Regions from separate parts of the Mus musculus genome. Here region 2 is linked to region 1. The links are chromatin contacts, called in public HiChIP or PLAC-seq maps. All regions are on one chromosome and are shown on one strand. The core of a region is the stretch at or near the end of the contact, and the rest is flanking DNA. Distances in the headings are between cores, read along the strand shown.

What was found. HiChIP or PLAC-seq counts read pairs in DNA pulled down with a chosen protein or histone mark.
Region 2: a contact with region 1 is called in an H3K4me3 HiChIP or PLAC-seq map of stem cell-derived neural progenitor cells, with 2.6 times the contacts expected there. The contact joins the promoter of Dnajc22 here to the promoter of Racgap1 in region 1. A contact is called at or near these places in 3 of 39 promoter capture datasets (hippocampal neurons, pre-B cells and second pharyngeal arch cranial neural crest) and 1 of 115 datasets of contacts at active chromatin or transcription factors (stem cell-derived neural progenitor cells).

The regions. Positions count from the first base shown.
Region 1 is chr15:99,647,987-99,654,131 of GRCm38.p6, forward strand. Racgap1 (Rac GTPase-activating protein 1) reads right to left here and starts at 3,670. Exons shown (of 17, transcript NM_001253808.1): 1 at 3,521-3,670.
Region 2 is chr15:99,095,797-99,101,941 of GRCm38.p6, forward strand. Dnajc22 (DnaJ heat shock protein family (Hsp40) member C22) reads left to right here and starts at 3,688. Exons shown (of 3, transcript NM_176835.2): 1 at 3,688-3,804; 2 at 5,027-5,979. The coding sequence starts at 5,140.

The DNA.
Region 1 (6,145 bases), core at 2,420-4,919:
CAGTCACGCAAAGCACAGCCATGTGTATAAACACAGGTGTCAGCTAGAACCCAGAGCAGAAAGACTGCAAACTTCTGGCCTGTCTCACAAGCTGTCCTTGATGAAGCTCCTGCTTCTGAAGAGAGCTCGTTTTCCCTCCTCTAATAGAGGTTTGCTCAGCAAATATAGGTTTGGGAATCAAAACTTGGTTTAGTAAAATATACTTCTTTTTATGTGCTGGGGCTCATATAGTCTTACTAACCATCTACAGAAGTGACTCTCAGGAATTATTTATAGATGACAAACCCCACCCCTCTGCATGACTACTGACTCTCAAATCATAATGTGGAGAGGTAAAACTCACTCGGCCTTTTCAGTGTCAGTTGAGAATGGCTTTAATTTTCCTGCTCGGCCACATTTTCATCCCCCCCCCCTTTATTATTTAGCAGCATGGCTAGGAGATGCAGTAATGTGAGAGGAGGCAGAAGCAGTCGAGCTGCAGAGCGCTGCTCTCAGCTGTGGAGCAGCTGTCACTTGCAAAGCAGAGGCTGCTGCCTTTTGACAACACTGCAAAGGCCCCTGTGAGCACTTTAAACAAAAGGTGCCCAGAATCTCAGCTGCTATTGATGGGAGCCCCAGAGGTAAAGAAGTCACTGTGTTACACTCCCTATCTGTGAGTATCCCTAAGGGAGCAATTTGGCAACACCAGGAGAAAGACTCTCAGCTTGCTATGATTGCTTTGAGCCCCCAATTTAATTTCAATCACCCAGGAAAGAGACAGACAGTCCTTCAGAACAACAGACTATTACAGATCTTACTGCAGGGTATCCTGGGAAAGGCATCTATACTCGTCCTACAAATAACATTATTAAAAAAAAAAACTATATATCAGGGTTTTTTTTTTTTTTTTTTTTTTTAGCTGCATCGAGTGTTACATTGCATAAGACAAAGCAACGGCAGATTGCTTGATTTTGTTTTCCAGCAAAGTATTTTAATGAAAAACATTATTATACACATTGCTGTTCTGGAGATTCCCAAGACATTAACAGTGTAGGTTTCCCACTGCCACAGACATACTCCTACTAAAGACAAGCTCAGACTAAGTTGCTTTCATTCAAAAGCACTCGAGAACAATTCATCTCCCTAAGTGTCCGGCTTCTGCTCTGTGTCAGAGGCTCCATCCAACTGACAGAAGAAATGCCATCGTGAGACCAATCGTCCCTATGAGCAAATCAATTGCAGAAAGAGTAAACAAAATGTTCCCAGCTCACCATGAGTGAAGACCAGAGGGGGGGAGGGGGGGAGAACTGGGTGTGATGGGTAAGTTCAGCACACTGACTGCTTCCTGTGAGGCCCACCCAGAGTCTGTCTCAGCAATCACTTTTCCTAGTGACTGCAACTCAGACAGACAGATCTCACAATGTGAATATATGCTGGGGGAGGGGAAAAGAATGACCTTTAAAGAGCACAACACAGACCTCATTACCCTCAGCCAGCCCTTTGCCCAGCATATTCCATCAGAGCTCCATAGCAGGGCACACACTGTGTTTGATTGTTAGCATCTTGTCTCCACTGAGCAAGCACTGAAGAGTTGGGCTACCACTGATCTAGTCATTCTCTTTGGACTCCGGTTTCCGGTTACTCTCTGCTGCCATCTCTAGCATGGACAGTCCCCCCATCTCATCCAGTCCCCATCCACCCCACCCCTGGGAGTTTACTTCTCAGTGAAGTCTCTTCCAGCCACACTATTTTCCATAACTCCTGGTTGCTTCTGCTCCAGAGCACTTGTCTCCACCTGATATGTTCACTTAGTTTACTGTCTGGAAAGCAAGGACTTTGCAGAGCCACTGGTATCTAGAACAGTGCCCAAGGCTTGGTGCAACAGGTTTTTTATTAATGTAGCATGGTATAAAAACCTTATATGGGGGGAAACCCAGGGGTAAAAGTCAATGTTATAATTCTATAAAGCTATCTCAAAAAACAAAAACCAAACAGAACCAAAAAAGTATAAGGCTAAGATTGGAGGGTCTGTATTTGTGGAGAGTTTGATAGAATGTCTCAGATCTGCAGCCAAATTATCTGAGTGATCTTTAGCTCCACTAACACACCAGACACCTCCTTGTGACTATCAGATGAAATTTTGGCCTGAATTACCTTTCACCCGGAGAATGGCAGCACACACCTTGAATCCCAGTGCTTAGGAGACATAGAGGTAGGCAGATCTCTGTGAGTTCCAGGCCAGCCTGGTCTACAGAGTTCCAGGACATACAGAGCTGTTACACACAGCAAAACCCTGTCTCAGAATAGAAATAAAAACAGAAACAAACACACACCTACCTTTCATCAACCCAAAAGCCAAGTTGACCAGCAGACAGCACTGAAGTCTAACACAGCATAAGAGTCCCTATCTTTACTGCACCCTGGCAGCCTGACATGCAGCCTCATCAGTCCACAGAGGTTTTAAAGGTTAGTAGAAGACAGTCTTACGTGAAATTACATGTACAATTGTGCTGGCCTGTAGCTCAGCTGATACCATGTCTCTCTAGCATGACAAGCCCCTGGTTTCTGTCCTCAACACAGCAAATACTGAGAATGGCAGATCACACATGTAATCTCCAAGTTATCCTGTAATGCCTGTAATCCCAGCACTCCAAGGACAGGAGGCTCAGAAGTCCAAGGTTATCCTTGGCTACAAGAGGCCAGCCTGGGCTACATAAGACACTACCACACATACACGGAGTCCAGTTTATTTAGGAGTGATAGAACTTTAAAAGGTAAACAGTAAATCCAATAACCTTCCGATACACTATTGGGAGTACTGCAGTCAGTCTCTCCCCCTCTTCCTCTCTTTCTTCCTCTCTTTCTGAGGCACAAAAACAAAGCTCTCATTCCAAGGGAAATGAGTGAGCCAAATATAAGTGACCCTGGCTAGTGAACATGAATCCAGAATACCAAAATACTACGTTGTGATATAACCATTCTCACTACGTTTTATAGTTAAGAACAAGTCTTAGCTTTTCTGTTGGTGGAAGCTGTTCATATAAATTAATACACCCCAAAGGGTTTCACATGCAAATCACAGAACAGTAGGTAGGTCAGTGACAGAGGTGGGCAATAAATTATTAAAAGGGGGGGGGGCCTGGAAAAAAAAAATCACCCGAGATAGGCTCCGAATTTGCAACATTCCAACTCTCCACAACTAGGGATGTTCTAATGAGCCTTGTGGGAGACAGCCTAGAAGGTAGAGGCTCTCCACGTCAGGCCGCCGGGTTCCCCAAACACCTGATTTCTCCCTCAAAAGAGACTGTTCCTCGGAAAAGGGTATGAGGGGGCTCTCCCCGCCATTCCCACGCCCGGCACTGGGGCTCGCCAAGACCACCTTGAGGGAACCACACCCGCACCCGGCCGGCCACGCCTCAAAAGGACGCCCCGACTTTGCAAGGAGCGCCACGCCGAGAGCAGCCGGGTCCCGCCGCCCCCTCCCCTCGCCCGCCTCCCCGCCGCCCGCTCGCTCGCTCGCTCGCGACCTCGACCGGCTTACCGAGGCTCCCGGCCCCGCGCACACGCAACCCCGTCCGGCCCGCGGCGCTCACTCTCCGGCCGCCGCGCCCCAGGAGGGCTGCTGTCTACCAGCGACGCGCCTCACTAACGGCAGTGTAAAACCGCGCCGCCAGATCCGGTTCAAAATCACGCACCAGCCAATCACAGAGGAGCTCATAATCACGAAGACGCAAGTGTCAGGGCCAGGGGGCGGGCGCAAAACGGAATGGGCATGCGCATTACATTAGCGAGACGCCCGAAAGGCGGCCATTTTGACTAAGGGCACACACACAATTTTGCGGGAGTAGTGGGTGTTTCGTGGCCCGTGTAGGACTCACATTCCAGGCTCCAGCTTCCTTTCTTGCAATTATCCTAATGACCTGTTGACTAATTGCATATTATTTCTTGCCTCCTGTTTCCCCACGCAGTCAAATAGGACCCTTGGAAACTAATAACTGAATAGTTTTCGGGTCTCACTGTAGAATAGGAAGAATTCCAGAAGGAGACAGAGCAGCAATCATTTTAACCATATTTACTGAGCTATAATTATCCCTCCATTCATTCACGCATTCATTCAGACTTCTATTTGATGCACAGTAAGTATGCCAACTTCATAGCAAGCACTCTGCTAGGAATCAGAAAAAAATACCGATCATGTGGTCTCTGCTTTCCAGTAGCTATGAATGGGGGAAGACAGCTCAAGAAAACAAATAGAAATGCAAAATGAAGTGTTATAATTCCATTTAATAAGTGGCACTTAAAATTTGGCGTCGTATTGGTACAGAGGCTTTGAAACTTTGAAAGATCTGGACCCAACATCAGAAATGCCTTTTACGTACACCAGCAAACTATTCATCTTAATCTATTAGTGTGTTCCCAATGTTTCTGTTCCTTTTTTTGTTATGTCTCTGTGTTGGTGTCCCTTCCTTCCTGAATTTACTAATTACTGGTAGGTGTGGCTACTAGCAACTTGACAAAATACTGGCTAGCTAGAGTTTACTAGAAACAGTGATCCAGGTACACCCCTTTAACCCCAGCACAGCAGAAGCAGATTTCTGTAAGTTCAAGGCCAGCCTGGCCTGCCTCAGAAGTCTAACCACCAAGGGAACTGAGCCCTTCCTCGAACTCTTTACAACCGTGGTATTTTCAAAGGCAGTTCTGGGTGGGTGTGGTGGCACACACCCGAAACCCCAGCACTTAGGGCGTGGAGGCTGAGGGATTAAGACCAGCCTCTGCTACTTAGTTTCACACCAGCCTAAAACAAACAAAAAATCAGATCCAACCATGGCTCTTCCTTGCTGAAAACCATTAACCGTTTCACTTCTCCTCCTTAAAAAAAGATCAGGGTCTTTAACAGGGCTCCCCTAACCTGGGCTTCCGGGCTCTCCAGCTGCCCCTCCTGACTCCCTCCTGTCTACAGGTCCTGAAGTGCACCAAGCTACTCTTAGCATCCAGCGCTTGCAGAACTCTTGCTGTTCCGTCTGCCCCAAACATCCTTCCTGCCCATTCCCCCAACTTCATTTGACTAAGTCCTATCTGTCCTTTGGGCAACTTGAATTATTATTATTATTATTTTAATGCTTTCTTCAAAGGAGTCTATGCTGCCTGCCTCTGTGTGCTTTTGCTATAATTTCTAGCTCCCTTCCTCCTCTGTGTGAGTTACCTCATCGTTTTCTGATTCTTCTAGTTACTTTTGTAGGGCCTTCCACGTGCTGTGCTTTGGCTCAGGCATCTATAAGTGGAAACAATGTCTGACTCTCGGGGCCTTTCAGACATCCTTGTAAAATGAAGCACATGTCCCAGTACCAAGTATCTGCTCAGTAAATACCCCCTTGCTTTGCTGGCCAGTCCATCGGCTTCCAGAGAACCGCAGTAGGACTCCTTTGATTTACTGCTGCATTTAGCATGGTAGGCAGCCCCAACAAAGTCATTCAAGTGCAGGTGAGTTGAACTCTACCAGATGGTGGCAGTATTCCATCCCACCACCCAATCTACATATTCCAAACGATGTCCGGTGATGGGCCGGCTGGAGTGGGGGTGGGTGGGGCGGGAACGGGATGGAGACACTGCCCTCCAACCCCTCCACGGAACCCAGGAGCCAAGTATCATCTCACTCAGCACCTTTTGCCTGATGCACCAGACTGGTGAGGACCTCCAAATTGAGTTTTGAGCATTGGGAGCTGGGGTCCACTTGAACTGGGAAATGCAAAGGCTCCAGTTCCAGGAAGCATAGGGTTCGATCCTAGCTCTGCCACTTACGGGAGGCGCTGGCTTTTAACCTGGTTCTTGAGTGTCGGGCCTCTGGAGACGCAGTGGTTTCGAGTGCCGGGATGCTGGTGGAGGCTGGCTAAGTCTGTAAAAGAGCTTCAGTGTGCGGGAACGCGCCGCCGTCGTGCGGCAAGTCATTCCCGTTGGAGCACGAACGCTAGGACCCTTGCTGGGCAGCCCCATCCCGCCCCGCCCGCCCGAACTCCTCCATGCCAGGAGCCAGACAGAGGCGCTGTCACCAGACTCACTGAGCGCTTTTGTCTTTTTACCTCGACTGCCCCACCCGGCTGTGACTTCCAGTTCCTTCTCATCTACTCTCAGCCTCTTTCTAGAAATACAAATTGAACCTCCTCCACTC
Region 2 (6,145 bases), core at 2,438-4,937, 550 kb before region 1:
CCTTTCTTCTTCTTTCTCTGTTGTTGTTGTAGTTGTTGTTGCTGGAGACCGGGTTTCTCTGTATATCCTTGGCTGTCCTGGAATTCACTCTGCAGACTAGGTTGGCCTCAAACTCAGAGATCCACCCGCCTCTGCTTTCCCAGTGCTGGCATTAAAGCATGACCTGGGCTGCAGACCCCAACACCCAGATCTTTTGATTTCTAAGCGAATCCATCTCTTAGGGCCCAGAGAAGTAGTAGTTGCTGAAGACCCAAATCTTTGGACTCTTGCTTGGGCCTAGCTAATTACTAGTCCACAGCTTGGGAAGACAATACTACTTATAAATTACATTATAGTCATCTCTTTTTCGCCTAGCTCTGTCTCCACTCTTCCATTCATTCTCAAACCACTAAGAAGTTGAGACTGGCCTGACCAGGGCTGGACCTCCTGCACTTTATATAGAGAGCAGGGGATTCTGGGTCTCTGGAACATTGCTTTATAGGGCACCTCTAAGGCAGCTTCTGTTTGCCTTGCTATTCCCAGGTCTACATTGTTCTTGGGGCCACTCTAGTTTTGTCTCTTTCCCCTATGTTTTAACCTCTTTCAATTTTGTCTCGTCAAATTTGGGGTGGTCTTTGCTCCTCTTTGGGTTCCTGCCTCTGGGAATGACCCAGTGTAATAGTGATGTGCTGTGGAATCCAGGCAGCAGAGGTAGAGCTTCCTTGTTGCCACAAATGAGAACACAAGAATGACCAGGCCATGCCAGGGCACGCCCGCCGTCGCTTTTCATTCCGGGCACAGGCGCCTGGTCGATGCCCTGCTGTCCACCCTCCCCTGCAAACGGCCCTCCTCCTGGCCCCCGCCCCCTCCACCGGCTTGGAAAAGGCAAATTTGACATTTTTAAATCCCGAGCCTTAGAGGGATCGATGCGGCCCGAGGGCCCCGCCCGGGGTCGATATTCCTGATTGGGAAGCGGCCGCTGAGCGGAGCCGGGGTGTAAATCACCCGGACTGGGGGGCGTTGCGGGGGGAGGAACCAGGAAACCTACTGAATCCCACGCGCGCTCAGCGGCAGCTGGAAGGGTCTCTGCTCAGGCTGGACCGAGGGCGACCGACTAAGAAAGACAGGATTTAAAAGAAGCCGAGAGGAGCCCACCCAAGGCCTCCCCCCTCCCCCGTCTAGTCCTGCCAACTCCAGCGGCCGACTCCGGTCTCGCTTCAGCGGCCGCCATCCTCCGTTGCCCCTGGAGCCGCGAGGGAGGCCGGTGTCGGAGCCAGCCATGCAGCGTCTCCTCTCCGGCCGCTCCCGCGGGGCCCGGGCTTCGGCGGCGGCTGTCACGGAGCCGACAAGCTGGGCTGGCGGGGAGGAGGCGGGCGGGGGAGGTGTTGGGGGCGGAGGGGGGCAGCTGGAAGCCAGCGCAGTTCTCGCTCAGTGGGCGCAACAGATGTTTGCAGAATAGAGGAGCGACAAGGTGGTCTAGGGTAGCGAGCGGCGCCGGGGTGAGGGGACCTGGGCACACTTAGGAATGAGAGTGCAAACCTGCGACGTGAGCAGGCGCTGGAGGGCGCCGGCCAGAGAGACTGGGGAAAGGCTAAGCAACTTTTGGTCCTGTCTGGTCATCGCCTCGGCCTCCAGTACCTGCCGCGTTCGGTTGGGGAAACCGAGGCAGCTGAGACCGAGAGAGGCCTGGAAGATGAAAAATCGGGGACGGTGGCGAAGGTTGGGGTGGCCATCAATTTCCTCACGGGTTTCTGTATCAGCCAAGGCCAGCCCTGGGCCAGTGGCGGGTAAATACGTTACTATGCCCTCGACAGCTGCTCACACGCTCCCCTCCCTCCCGCTTCAGCTTGTCAGATTCCCCCCACCCCCACCCCACCTCCCACCCCGAGCCAGTTTATAGAACAACAATTTGGGGAAAACAATCCCGGCCGAGTGACGGCCCCGTAATTGTGACAAAGTGAGTGCGGACGGCTGGAGAGAGCGTAGGGCGGGAGCGAGGCAGGGCGAGGCGCAGGCAGGGGCTCCTCTCGCCCACCCTGTCACCCCTGTTCTCATTCCGGTCACCTCTCATCCCTCTCCTTGACTCTTCCTCAATTCTTCTTCTCTAGGTCCCCTGTGCCTCCCTTCTCGTTTCTCCATCGCTCTGCCCTCTCCTCACAGTAATGGTCCTCCTCTCGCCCCTCACCCTCCACCACCCTCCTCCAGATGTGCCTTTTCCTCGCTCATTTCTCACTCTCTTCTCCGTCCTCCACTCTTTTCTCCATCTTTTTCACGCGCTTACATTGCCCTTGGGTCCCAGGGCTCTACGGCAAAAATCTGCTTCGCTCCCTCCCCAGTCCGTCCTTTCTAGGCTGGGCCCGAAGCCTTCATCCCTTTCGCGTTTTTGGACACTTCTGGGCCCCTCCTGCGAGCAGGAGACCTGGCTCCCCGGGGTCCCCTCCCCCTCCAGGCGGTTCGCACTGGGCTCCCGGCTCCCGAGCGAGTTTGTTTGTCCAGCGGCGGCGGCTGCTTCTGCCCGCGCTGTTTGCCAAGCTTAGCGCGCCGCCGCGCAGAGCGGGCCCAATTAAGTCTCATTCATTATTCAGCGCCCCCGTCCGCCCCCCGTCCCCAGCCGTGGCTGGGTTGTCGTTTTGTCGCCCCTCCTCAGCCCTAAAGGGGCCATATCTAGTCCCCAGCTAGAACTAGACGTTGGAGGGAGCTAAAACATTCTGCCCACTGTTGACAAGTGACCCTAAGTGAAGCCCACCGGCTCCATCCCTACCTCTAATCAAGCCTGGGGAATTTCGTAGATCCAAGCTTCTTTTAAAAGAAACTGAAGCTCAGGAAAGGGTGTGACTTGGCCAAGGTCACGGAGCTGCTCGGGGATTGTAGCCCGGGATGTTGAAGGCATCTTGTAAGCCAGCTCCATTCCAGCGTCCAAGCGAGAAGGCAGGCTCCTCTCCCCCGAGTCTCCCTGGGTTTGCCCTTACTCTTCTGATGGCTCGCCCCCACCCTGTATCCCTTGCTGGTGTGGGTTCCCCCCCCCCCCTTTGCTTCAGGCTACAAGGGTCTGAACAGCTTCTGGCTCTATGGATTCTGGGCTATGCAGGCTCAGACTCCCAGGTCTGGCTGTGGAGTCCCCTAACTGGAAGGCCTGGAAGCAAGGTAGTGAGGCAGAATTGCGGGTCTTGAGGGGCTCTCTCCTTCACCTCTGAGTGGATGTCTCTCCTTTAAGAAATTAGACGTGATCCTATAATGGCCGTCTTGGAGTACAGAGAGAAGCGAGACAGGGATCACCTCCCATTTGTGGCGGAGAGGAGAGGAAGTCGAGATTTTTAATTTTATTGATAGAGTCGCCCTTTTTCTCCCGCCAGGTAGCTGCACGGTTCGGACAGCTTTGACCAGGAATGTCCCAACCTTGCAAAAAGGAGATCTGGGACTTTTGGGGACCCTCCCTTCCGTAAACGGCAGCGCCATCTGGCGGTGTTAATGAAGTGCTGCAAGAGGTGCGCACTGCCGGGAGTGGGGCGCGGTTCCAGGCCCTACAGTGTAAAACTGGGTGAGTCTGGGGAAAGCTTCCCGTAGAGAGGGCGATCAGAGCCCAGGAACACAGGACCGGAAGGTGGCTACGAAGGGGCTGACCAGGGCTTTCGGGGCGGGGCCTGCAGGAGGTGGCCTGACTTCAAACACAGTCACCCAGCACTGAGGGACAAAGTCCACTTGTGTGGAGGTGAGAGCAGTTACAGAGGGGCCATTTTGAATCTGTGTTCAAAGGCAATGGCTGTTCTGAAGCAGCCTGGAAGCCTGGGCTGCCAGGTACTGCGGCCCTGCTGGGACTGCCTGAGGGTGAGTTTGCTTGAAGTAGGTAAGACGATTGGCAGGCAGATTTGATATTCTGAGGATTTTTGCGGCCGCTTTGTAGAGTGCCTTCGATCTGGTTGATAGGGATAGGATGGCTGGGCTGTGGGGTGCTAAGGTCTGGGTCAAAATGTTCTCCAGAACGTTTAAGTGGAAGGAGTTCAGGGTCCCTTTCAAATTTGGCTTGTGGGAGAACGGCATAGTCTGGGGAGATGGGAAAGCTGGAAAGGGCTTTGGCCGAGTTACAGAATGCACCCGCTTACACACACACACACACACACACACACACACACACACACACACACACACACACACACACGATGTTAAAGGAGTGAGTTTGGCTAAGACACTGGCTTTCAAAGGGGTTTGAAACAGTGAAAAAGTATTCTCTTCAGCCCTTTCCTGTGAGCCATTACTATTCCAGAGTCTAAGGGGAGGATAGAAATTTAAGCTTCTTTTTTCCCCCTTCTTATTCTTTCTCAATTTTACTTTATGTACACGGGTGTTTTGCTTGAACCTTTGTGTGTGCACTGCATGCACTCCTGATATCCTTGGAGACCAGAAGAGGGCATCTATGAGCTGCCATGTGGGTGCTGGGAATTTAAACCCCAAGTGACCCCTGGGTCACCCGTTAGTCCCAAGCTTTTGAGTTGTTGTTGTTGTTGTTCAGGCACCTAGTTCTCAGTGTCCCAACTTAAAGTCACTTAAAACATTCTCTTCCTGGGGGTGGAGAGATGGCTCAGCCGGTTAAGAGCACTGACTCTACCTGGTGGTTCACAACCATCTGTAATGGGATCTGATGCCCTCTTCTGGTGTGTCTGAGCACAGCTACAGTGTACGTATGCATAATAATGAATAAATCTTAAAAACAAAAACATTCTCTTCCTTGGACATGGTGGCACATGCCTATAACCTCAGCACTTGAGGAGGTAGGGGCAGGAAGACCAAGATGTCCTCAGCTATGGCCGCATAAGACCAGTTTGGAACGTGCAATAAGACTGTGCCTCAAATATCAATAAATTAATAATAAATAAATGAAAATATTTTAATTGAAGCATTTCCTCCCTTAAATATGGAGTCACTGTGATTGTAAATAACAGGACTGGGGTGCTAACGGAAGATAGGAGACATCTAGTACCTGAGAGACCCCGAGGTAGGGCTAGCTTGATTTTTATTACTGCTGAGCCTTTCTCCTTGCTTCACCTCTCAGGCCTAAGGATGACCCTCCAGACTGCAGTGATTCTCACAGAGGACCTTGAGATTTCTGCAATTTGATCAATGTCAAACGCCACTGGATTTTCTCTGAGACTCTTGCCCTAGAGGATGGCCAAAGGGCTGCTGATGACCTATGTCCTTTGGGCTTTGGGGGGTCCTGTTGGGCTCCACCACCTGTACCTGGGAAGGGACAGCCATGCCCTGCTCTGGATGCTCACCCTGGGAGGTGGTGGGTTGGGCTGGCTCTGGGAATTCTGGAAGCTCCCGAGCTTTGTGGCTCAAGCCAACAGAGTCCAGAGTTGGAAACAGAGGCCGGAAGAGGAGAGACCACCTCTCAGTCTCCTTCGCTTTGCTTCCCAGATAGTAGTGGGTGTCTATTTTGGTCTTGTGGCTCTAGTCAGCCTTTCTTCCATGGACAACTTCTATATAGTGGGCCTCCCACTGGCTGTTGGCTTAGGGGTCTTGCTGGTAGCTGCTGTTGGTAACCAGACCTCAGACTTTAAGAATACCTTAGGAGCGGCCTTCCTCACGTCCCCTGTGTTCTATGGCCGCCCCATAGCCATCCTGCCTATCAGTTTGGCTGCCAGCATTACAGCCCAGAAGCATCGACGATACAAAGCCTCAGCGGGGTCAGAGACACTTAGTGTGCGGCTCTACCGCGTGGGCTTGGCTTACCTCGCCTTCACCGGCCCTCTGGCCTACAGTACGATGTACAACACAGCTGCCACCATTAACTACGTGGCAGAAACCCTGGGTTCCTTCTTGAGTTGGTTCAGCTTTTTCCCACTTCTTGGCCGCCTCGTGGAGTCTGTCTTGCTTCTGCCTTGCCGGATCTGGTGGCTACTGGTCGGAGGTCCTGGCTTCAACAGCAGCCGGTTCCAGGAGTGGGAAAAGCTCTATGAGTTTGTCGACAGTTTTCAGGATGAGAAACTTCAGCTGGCTCACCAGGTAAGCCTTTCTTCCCTCTTCGGGTAAGTCTCCTCAGAGAGGAGAGCCTGTCTGGACTCTGAGCGATGGAAGCCCTGCAGGAGCTTGTAGCTTGCATGAGGGAGCTCTGTTCTGAGTCTGGCCAGCTATGCCTTGAAAGGGGATCCTGGCTTCTTTGGGCTTCATG